3 separate regions of the Sus scrofa genome follow, and all the other regions are linked to region 3. The links are chromatin contacts, called in public HiChIP or PLAC-seq and promoter capture Hi-C maps. All regions are on one chromosome and are shown on one strand. The core of a region is the stretch at or near the end of the contact, and the rest is flanking DNA. Distances in the headings are between cores, read along the strand shown.

Evidence for each region. Promoter capture Hi-C pulls out the DNA fragments that hold promoters and counts their contacts. HiChIP or PLAC-seq counts read pairs in DNA pulled down with a chosen protein or histone mark.
Region 1: a promoter capture Hi-C map of liver shows a contact between it and region 3, with 2.8 times the contacts expected there. The contact joins the promoter of ZFR here to the promoter of BRIX1 in region 3. A contact is called at or near these places in 1 of 5 promoter capture datasets (liver) and 1 of 2 datasets of contacts at active chromatin or transcription factors (skeletal muscle).
Region 2: an H3K27ac HiChIP or PLAC-seq map of alveolar macrophages shows a contact between it and region 3. The contact joins the promoter of TARS here to the promoter of BRIX1 in region 3. A contact is called at or near these places in 1 of 5 promoter capture datasets (liver), 11 of 47 Hi-C or Micro-C datasets (blood, embryonic fibroblasts, fetal skeletal muscle and 5 more) and 2 of 2 datasets of contacts at active chromatin or transcription factors (alveolar macrophages and skeletal muscle).

Annotation. Positions count from the first base shown.
Region 1 is chr16:18,655,064-18,658,325 of Sscrofa11.1, reverse strand. It overlaps ZFR (zinc finger RNA-binding protein), which reads left to right and starts at 1,985. Exons shown (of 20, transcript XM_021076978.1): 1 at 1,985-2,138; 2 at 2,432-2,531. The coding sequence starts at 2,102. It overlaps LOC110257314 (a long non-coding RNA gene), which reads left to right and starts at 2,593. Exons shown (of 2, transcript XR_002339766.1): 1 at 2,593-3,262.
Region 2 is chr16:19,453,717-19,456,944 of Sscrofa11.1, reverse strand. It overlaps TARS (threonine--tRNA ligase, cytoplasmic), which reads right to left and starts at 1,651. Exons shown (of 20, transcript XM_021076644.1): 1 at 1,438-1,651. The coding sequence starts at 1,494.
Region 3 is chr16:20,510,843-20,513,818 of Sscrofa11.1, reverse strand. It overlaps BRIX1 (BRX1, biogenesis of ribosomes), which reads right to left and starts at 1,538. Exons shown (of 10, transcript NM_001244824.1): 1 at 1,345-1,538. The coding sequence starts at 1,518. RAD1 (cell cycle checkpoint protein RAD1) reads left to right here and starts at 1,647. Exons shown (of 8, transcript XR_308376.3): 1 at 1,647-1,781; 2 at 2,237-2,501.

The DNA.
Region 1 (3,262 bases), core at 736-3,235, 1.9 Mb after region 3:
TCTGACTAGTATCCATGAGGACAAGAGATTGATCCCTTGCCTCCCTCAGTGAACTAAGGATCTGGAGTTGCTGTGAGCTGTGGTGCAGGCTGGCAGCTGCAGCACTGATTCAACCCATGTCCTGGGAACCTCCATATGCCATGGGTGTGGGCCTAGAAAGACAAAACAAAACACAAAACAACAAAAAAGAATTGAGGTATTTTTCTCTTCTGTCATAAGAAGGTGGGATAAGGCTCTAAACTTCGTGAGTGAGAGCTGTGGATTTTTTTTTTTTTTTTTTTTTTTTTTTGCTAGGCCCGGGGTACATGGAAGTTCCCCGCCTAGGGATACAGCCTATACCACAGCAGCAAATCCAAGCTGCTGCGGTGACAATCCTGGATCCTTAACTCACTGGCCCACAAGAGAACGCCATTTTGCGTTTCTTAAAATGCTCAGGTGAATAGCAGAGGCGCTGGGGTGATGGGCATGGATAGGGCAAGGAAGAGGTGAAATGGAGCACTTGGGCATTGATGGGAGGCAGGAAAGAGGTTGGGGGAGAAACAGTCAATCAGAGTGAGGGATTGCAAGAGGAAAAAGAAGGGTTGTAAATGCATAGGGAAAGTAAAGAGAAAACAGCGAGAAAGTAGAGGGAATAGACACATGCTTGCATGGGAGAGAATATCATTCCATTCCTACAATAAAAGATTTGGCACTCTTTCTTTTTTGTCTTTTCAGGGAGGCACCCGCAGCATGTGGAAGTTCCCAGGCTAGGGGTCCAATCAGAGTTGCAGCTTCCAGCCTACACCACAGCCACAGCAACGTGGGATCCAAGCTTCATCTGCAATCTACACCACAGTTCACTGCGAGGCTGGATCCCTAACCCACTGAGCAAGGCTAGGGAGCCAACCCGCGTCCTCATAGATACTAGCTCAGCCACATGCTGAGCCACAACAGGAACTCCAGAAAGATTTGGCACTCTCATGAAGGACTTCCATGATCCAGACTCCTTGTCCTCAACTCCATCAGACCAATTTCCTTGCTGCTCTTGAGCACCCCTGCCTTAGGACCCTCCATTTTGCTGTCTTTCCCCCAACCATTGACCAGATTTCTTCCTTCGCTTCCTTCAGGGTTCTACTTGATGGCTGTCCTAACCACATTCCACATAAAATAGCATCTTCCTCACTCTCTATCTTCTTTACCCTGCTTTATTCTTAAAGCTTCAATCACCAACGACATACTCATTATTTATTTGGCTATTGTCTAAATCTCCTCTCCCTACCCCAGAAGGTAAATTCGGTGTCAAGAGGGACTTTATTTTGCTCACTGCTCCATCTCCAGTACCCAGAACAGGGTCCCATGCTTAGGGGGCTCCATACTTTAGGAATGGGTGCCAGCCGGAGAAAAAAGGACGGAAGAGATGTGGTTGGGAGGGGTGTCCAACGCAAGAGCACACTTGCCTTTCTTTTCCTCTTTTTCTACTCCACATCTTATTTACTTATTTGTTTCATTGTTTTTTGGCCGCACATGGCGTTCCTGGAGGAGGGGTCGGATAAAAGCCGCGACCTAAGCCATCCTTTAAACTCCCTACACCAGCCGGGGATCGACCCTGCGTACTCGCGCTGCAGAGACACCAACGATCCCGATTTGCCACAGCGGGAACTCCTCCTTCCCCATTTTAAAGGCTAAGGACAAGAAGCGGGAATACGAGAAATAAGGAAGGATCCAAATTAGTTCAGCTCAAATCCTGATGATGGAAAGTTCATGGGAAGACCGAAAGGTGGAGAACAAATGCGCACGTAAAAGTGAAAGAAGTTTAAAGTAAGAGGGAAAGACTGGTAGACGTCACTCTCTCCGGTCACTCTCCCGGATTACCCCAAGGCTGGCCCACAGGGAGGCTCGCCTTCGTCTTTCACCGCGGGCACTCAGCCAGCCTAGGCTGAGGCCCGGCTAGCGCCCGCGGAGCCGCGAAGGCTTTAGGGACTACAGCTCCCAGAGTGCCGTGCGCGGGAGCGCCTGCGCAGTGCGGGGGGAGGCGGCGGTCTGTTCTCCGCTGAGGAGGAGCGGGGCAGAGGAGGGAGGCAGCGGGTGAGAGTTCAGAGTTCAGCAGCAGCAGCCCGAGCCCATGATTCCCATATGCCCTGTAGTTTCTTTCACCTATGGTGAGTATAATGTGCCCCGCCGGGGTCCCCGGCCGGCCCCTTCCCCGGCTCCGGGCGGCGGGGAGGCGCGGGGGTTGGGGCAGGCTCCGGGGAGGAGGCGGCGGCCGCCACCGGGGCGTGTGAGTGAGTGAGGGAGTGCGAGGCGGGAGGGGGAGGCGGCGCGGCCGCGGCCCGGCCCGGCGAGGGCGGCTTCTCACGGCGCCTCTCTCTCTCTCCCCTTCCCTCCCTCGGCGTCTCTGCCCCTCCGCGCCTCTCCTCCCGCCATGGGACCCGACTCTCCGTGCCCGCCGCAGTGCCCAGCCGGCTGGGGGAAGATGCCAAAATGGCGACCGGCAACTACTTTGGATTCACCCACAGCGGGGCGGCGGCGGCGGCGGCTGCGGCCCAGTATAGGTAACGGCTCCCCGCCCTCTCCCTTCTCTTCCCCTGTTCGCCCCTCCGCCCGGATCCCGCCGACACGACGCCCCCGCGCCCGCCCCGCCCGCCGACCCCGAGCCCCGGCCCGCGGCAGGCCAGCTCCGCGGTCTCTCCCGGCCGGCGGCGGCGGCAGCCCCGGTGGGGCGGGAGGGAGAGAGGGCCGAGGCTGCGGGCCCCGAAGGGCCGCCCGGGCCTTCGGCGGCCCCGCAGCTAAAATGGCCTCCCGCGGCCTCGGAGCCGAGCCGCCTCCCCCGCCCGGCGGGCAGCGGGAGGGAGCCGAGACCGCGGCCCCCCAGTCCCCGCCCCCGCCGGGCCGGTCCCCACCTCCGGGCCCCCACCCGCTGGGGGACGGAGAGGGTGGGCGAGGGAGCCTCGGGAAGAGTGCGAGTCGCACCGCCCGCCGGCCGCCTCCGCGCCGCCTCCCGCGCACCGGTCCTTGCCCGGTGCACGGGCCCCCGAGCCCAGATAACGTGTTGTTTTCTCGGGTACTTTCTCCTCCGTTCCGTGGCGTCCCTCGCTAACAAACTGCGGGTGTCACCTCATTCATTTGGTTCCTTTAGTTTTCCCTCCAAGGAGAGAGGTAAACGTACCAACCACCTGTGAATTGGGTGGTTGGTAGACTGGAAAAGATGTGTGAAGTTTCTAGTGCTGATAAATGAGTCCACAGCCTTGTTCTAGGTATTGCGTTTAGGCTCCAGGTGGGCCAA
Region 2 (3,228 bases), core at 402-2,901, 1.1 Mb after region 3:
AAAATAAAATTTTAAAATGTGACTATAAATTTCACGCTAATACTTTCCCCACTCTGGGATTCAGGATTTAATAAACTTTTAAGATTTAGTATAGCCAACAGCTGAACAATAAACACATCTTAAACCAATTCTAATCAGGCAAAGCACTAACCGACAGGAATATAAGAACACCTACATGCCTTCTCTATACTATAGGATTAGTGGAGTTCCCACTGTGGTGCAACAGAAACCCAGAATCCGATTAGGAACCATGAGGTTGCAGGTTCGATCCCTGGCCTCGCTCAGTGGGTTAAGGATCCTACGTTGCCTGCAAGCTGTGGTGTAGGCTGCAGGGGTGGCTTGGATCTGGCATGGCTGTGGCTGTGGCAGGGGCCGGCAGGTACAGCTCTGATTATACCCCTAGCCTGGGAACCTCCATGTGCTGCGGGTGCAGCCCTAAAAAGACAAAAAAAAAAAAAAAAATTAAAAAAAATACTATAGGATTAGCCATATCAGGTAAAAAGAAGGGGAAAAATTAATTGCAGGTCTGTCAGTGAAAATTTAAAATGGAAAGATAATTAAATAATTCTATTTTCCTGATTAAATGTTTTTGATTTTGATCCTATGGGTATTTGCTAAAAGAACAGAAGTAATGGAAAAGGAGAGAATTAACACCAAGGCTTTTATGTCTTCAAAATACCTCTCCATTTTACAAATGAGAATAGTGGCTGAAAGAAAGTAGATAATTCCCCATGTGTGCACAGCCGTTAAGTAGAACAGCCCAGGGACATTAAAATGGTACACAGAACAGACTGAGGATGTTCCTGATACTAAAGGGAAAGTTCAGAGCTGAAATGTTGAGCTTTTGCGAATGGGCTAAGTATTGCCTCCAGCACCAAGCAGGGAAGTGTGTAACTTCTCTAGAGTTTGTCAGCTGCGGTCACCCAGCCTCCATCACTTATTATAAACCACCCAAAGCTTGAGCAAGTTGGACCAGGTCTCGGTGACTAGGCTTTCCCTTCCTTAAACTGGGGATCTTACCCCTACGCGGTTTTAGAATTAAACGAGGCCCTGCAACATTCTTCCCAACTATGGTGAGCGAAAGACAGGAGTCTAGGAGTCTGTCCGGAGCCCTAGACTCTAATTCTGTCTTCGGCTTCTAGTTAGTTGTGTGACTCAAAGCAAGACACTCAAGATCTCAGTTTCTTCATATACAAAAGAGAATGGACCCTGAAAAGACCTGCAAGGCCTCGCTCTACTGTATGAATTTGAGTTTCCTCGCCAAAGGAGGCCCTGACTTACTCAGGAGCTCCATTGCCCCTCTCGGACTCCTCCACCCCCCTACACCGCACCCCCTACACGACCGGGGCCACTTCCTCCACCCCTGGCTCCCCGGTAAAGCAACGTGGGTACCGGGAGAGCCCAGCCCAACCTCCAGGCTCTACTCTGCCCACTCACCGGCTTCTCCTCGCCTCCCATCTTTCCTGAAGGACTGTGGGCTTTCTCCTCAGACATCGGCAAATCACCCCAAAGAAAAAAAAAAAAAAATCCAAAACGATAGGCTGCACAGGAGAGTGGACGACAGATAGAATTGGGCTTGAACGCCCGGAAATCCTCTGCTTGCGCCACTCGTGCCAGCTGATGCAATAGGAAAGCGCCCAAACTCCGCCTCCTAACTTGACGGGAGAAGCGGCAGCCAATCGACAAGGGGGAATGGCGGGCCCTCCTTTCTCTAAACCAATGAAAAAGCTTGTCGGGCTATAGTCCTTCTAAGAAATCAGAGTGAGGCAGGGGCAGGAGAAGAAACTGCAGACGTTAAACCCGCAGGCCTGCTTTTCCCAGGGTACCCGGCTTTTCCCAGATCCTAGAAGTCCGCAGTGCGCCTGCGCCTTCTTCTGGGTGACTCGGTGACTCGACCTATTATTCTAGGGCCTTTTCGGCCACCGTAGCGAGAGAGAGGAGCTAAGTTTAAGTTTCCGGGAAGTCTCGGCCACCTGAATATCATCCCTGCCGCTGGGGCCGGACTCCGGAAGAGTGGCCAGCGTTCCCTGCAGCTTCGGCGTCGCCTGACCTGGCCTGACTGCTGAGTTCTGGAGACTTCTCAGGGATCCCAAGTCTGTGGCAGTGAATCGAGTGAACCCTCCTCACTGCAATTCAGGATTCCCAAGACCCAGGCCTTGGTGATCCAGGAACGAGCGCCTTTGCTCGGAAGTTCATTAGTACATGTCACCGCCTACCTATATTGCATCAGAAAGCATTGAACATGCAGTGAAACTTTCAATTAAGGAAATAACCACTCCGACTCCACGGATTCTCCCGTAGAGGTCTCAGTGTTTCGAATCTCCTGGTCTACTTTCATTTATTTTACCAGCCAATTGAAAACCGTTACTAATTTGAAATCAGAAGTGCAGTGAGTTCGTCTATAGTTTATGACCATCACCAACTTACTCCATCACCAGGTTTTATAGATTTTACTTTATAAATATCAGTCCTTGACAACTTGACACCTTCAGGGTCGTCCTTCCGTGAAGATCAATAACCAATAGCCTCCTGACCCGACTTTCTGCATTCATTTTTCACATGGCACCAGAATACAATACAAATATGATCATGACAACCTCTTGCTTAAAACTCTTCTTCAAGGGACTTTCAGTATAAAAATAGCCAAAGCTTTGAAGGCCTCTGACTGCCCAACTTTTTCACTTCACCATGCAGTGAACGAGTGATCTTACTGTTTCTCAGGTGTGCTCCCACAGGTTTTTTTTGTACCTGCAGAGTTTATTCTCCCCATCCTTATCTCTTCCTGCTCCACATGCTTTTTGCCTACTTTGCACCTATGTTAGCTCTCAAGAATTGTTGTCTTAGGGGAACCATTTCTTGACCCTTACTGAATGGAGCAAGTCTCCCTGTTAGATCTTCCTGCAGCTGTCTTTATAGCACCTATCAGTTCAGTTTTACGATTATAAAGTTACTGATTGAAAGCTTCTCTAAAGCACAACTTGTGTATTTTTGCCAGCATCTAGCAGATATAAGCCTGGCATACAGTTAACATTCAATACGTGTTGAGGGAATTAATGCGTGTTGAGATAATCCTTGCTTGAAAAACTAACTTTGTTAATAAGAGTAGATTATTGGTAGTACTTTGTGGGTGTTTAAGAAGTTCCAAGAGTTATGCGCAATTTTATAGGCTTAAATAAACCAATCTGACTTTCCATACTTAGAGTAGGAATCAATAGGATCTTACCTTCT
Region 3 (2,976 bases), core at 289-2,788:
CTTAACTTTTTCTACCTGACTATTGTCCCAAATCAACCTTACACCCTAGCCAACTTGGCTGTATTTTTTAAACTTTCAGCACTTTGTATACTTCAACGTCTTTGATCAGTTTCTCCCTCTCTCTTCCCCTTTCCGCCTCTCCCTTGCATTGCTCCTTCCCCTTTCTGAAAATCAGAATTTTGCTCTTACCTTAGGATCTAGCTCAAAGGCTAAATCAAATCCTTCATAATCCCTAACCTGTTTATTCTAGAGCAATATTTATCTTCTTCATTTAAATAGAATTTTCATTTATAACTCAACTCATAGATCCTTATCGTATTTTTTCTAGCTCCTAAAAGAGAACGCTTAACATTTACTGAAAATCTAACAGAAGTCTGCTTATTTTTCATAAAAAGCAAATCATATTTTCTTCCTTTCAATTTGCAGGTGAGAAAAGAGCTCAAAACGTCCCTGTTAAGAGCAGGGCTACAATTCAAGCTCATCTTTCATTCCTCAAAGCTCACTCCTTTCCCAATGCTTGCCACCCCACCAAACCATTAAGGGTCATTTATTACTCGCTAGCGTGTCAAACAGAGATCTGGCAAAGCTGAAGGTCGACAGAGAAGTTTATGAAACAAATGTTAACTCTAGTCTCCACAATATTTGACCTGGCTTAAGGAGCTCTCAGTCGAATTAAAGTTAGCAGCAACTTGTGCTCACCTTGTTTTGAGCAAAAAACATATAAGTTCCTAGTTTCCTTCTAAACTGAAGTGGTCACATTCTAGTTTTGCAATCCCAAGGCAGGGGAAACCTAACTTCTCACCGTGCCCGGCACGTTAAAACTTCATGAATACAAGAAAAGCTCACGTTATCTTGTCTAGCTTTCATTACCCCGAGATCAAGCAAGTCAAATTCACAATCCCAAGAAAAGGAACTTTTTAAAGGGCCACATAACAAGCTTTAGGATTCCTAACTAACCATACCTAACTATGTCGGTATATGGAAGTATTACTCTAAGGGATACACTCAATAGCGAGGAATAACTTTAATTGGTAAAACTATTACTCTCCAACAACAACAACAATAGGGGAGTAAATGGAAGACTAAACGCTGGAATTAAGACCCTCAAAGTCGCTTCTCTGTGACCCTCTAAAAGCTCTGAAGCCCACCCAGGTGCTCAGCCCGCGCCTCCAGGAGGGCAGCCATGTGTCCAAGCTTTAGCTATAAACCTGGTAGCCAGTCCAGCTGGAAGGGCTGAAAACGACCTCCAGGAACACCTCAGAAACTCCGAAACCCGCAGAGCCATAATCAAATAGGTAGCCTCAGAGAAGGCGTGCGGAGCCGCGGCCGCAGAGCCCACTCTACCTTGCAAACCGGGCCCGGAATACGATTTCTATCTTCCTCCTCCGCTTCCTCTGCCACCTCGCTTGACTTAGCAGGCGGCTTGGCGTCTTTTTCGCTTCTTTTCAGCTTTTTCGCCGGACCAGCCGGGCCTCCACGCCGTTTCCTCTTGGTTGCCGCCATCTTGCTTCCCGCCATCTTGCTCCCCAGCTTCTCTCTGGGCCTTCCTTCCGGCTGCGCCGCTCGCTCCGCTTTCCCATCTCTATGGTCCCGGGGCTGGGCTCGGCAGTCCTCCAGCTCTAGGTGCCTCTTTCCGGTCTCTGTGGTACCGGATGCCAGACTCTCTAGGCTTTGTCTATCTCTGTGGTGACGGTGCTGACGGGGCTGGCGGGTCTGAAAAAGTGGCGGGAGCCGCTCCACTTCCTCCCCGGCTGCCAGGGAGCTGCGTCCCGACCCCAAAGGTGGGTTTGGGCGCTTGGCATATCGAGACTAGTAAACGGGTGCAGTCCCGCGGCGGGTTGGTGCGCCGCGTTGTCTGGGGCTTTTGGAGGATCCGAGGACCACCCCCACCCCTTGTCTGTTAGGGACGAGGTTGGCTGCGTGGACAGCTCAAAACCGACTCTTTGGTGATACGCAGCCTCATCTTGGCGTGGCGAAGCTGGCCCGAGTAGAATGATGTTGTTGTTGTTGGGTGTTTTCATCGTTCAGTTTTTCATGGTTACTGTCGTCTTACTGAAGACGAGGAAACCGTAGCTTAAAGAGATAATTTCCCCCAAAGTTAGACAGTTAAGTGGCAGAAGTGGGGTTCAATCCCTGGTCGGTCGAGTTCACCGTCCAGGCCTCTTCCACTTGGCTCAGCGCAGGTTGAGATCGCGGGCTTAGCCAGCATTGACGGGAGTTTGTCTGATCTCATCAGGTGTTCCGCGACCAGCGGGAGCAGGTGTTGGCATCAGGAGCCGCTCTCCGGGCGGAATGCGCAGTGAACCATGCCCCTCCTAACACAACAGATCCCAGATGAGAGTGATTACAGTTTAGTGGCCAGCCTCGACAACGTGAGGAATCTCTCCACTATCTTGAAGGCTATTCATTTCCGAGAACATGCCACCTGTTTCGCTACTAAAAATGGAATCAAGGTCACAGTGGAAAATGCAAAGTGTGTGCAAGCAAATGCTTTTATTCAGGTATGAAAGTAGTCACCTTTAAGCCTGGGACTTAGTGATATTCTTCACCCCAGACAATGAAGGTCTTAATTGATATCATTTAAGTTAAAGAGCAAAATATCATTACTTGAATTCTTTTTCTCTCCTGGTAACAAATTCTTCTGCAATCTTGTTTAACAGAGATAATGGTTAATAATAATAATAATGTCTAGAATATATTAAGCTAAACTATAGGCCGGGCACTCTTCTGAGCGTTTTATATGTTTAACTCATTTAATCCTCAGAGAATAGTCTTTGATGTAGGTTCTGTTATTATTCTCATTTTTACGTATGTGGAAACTGAGACACTGTTAAGTGATTTGTCAACAGTCCTACAGCTGGCAAGCAGCTGAATTGGGATAAGAACCCAGGACATTTGTTTCCATAGCATATGCCCTTTACCACTACCTCCCTATGATTAAAAAAAAAAAAAATCCCTTTTATTGGTTATAGTATA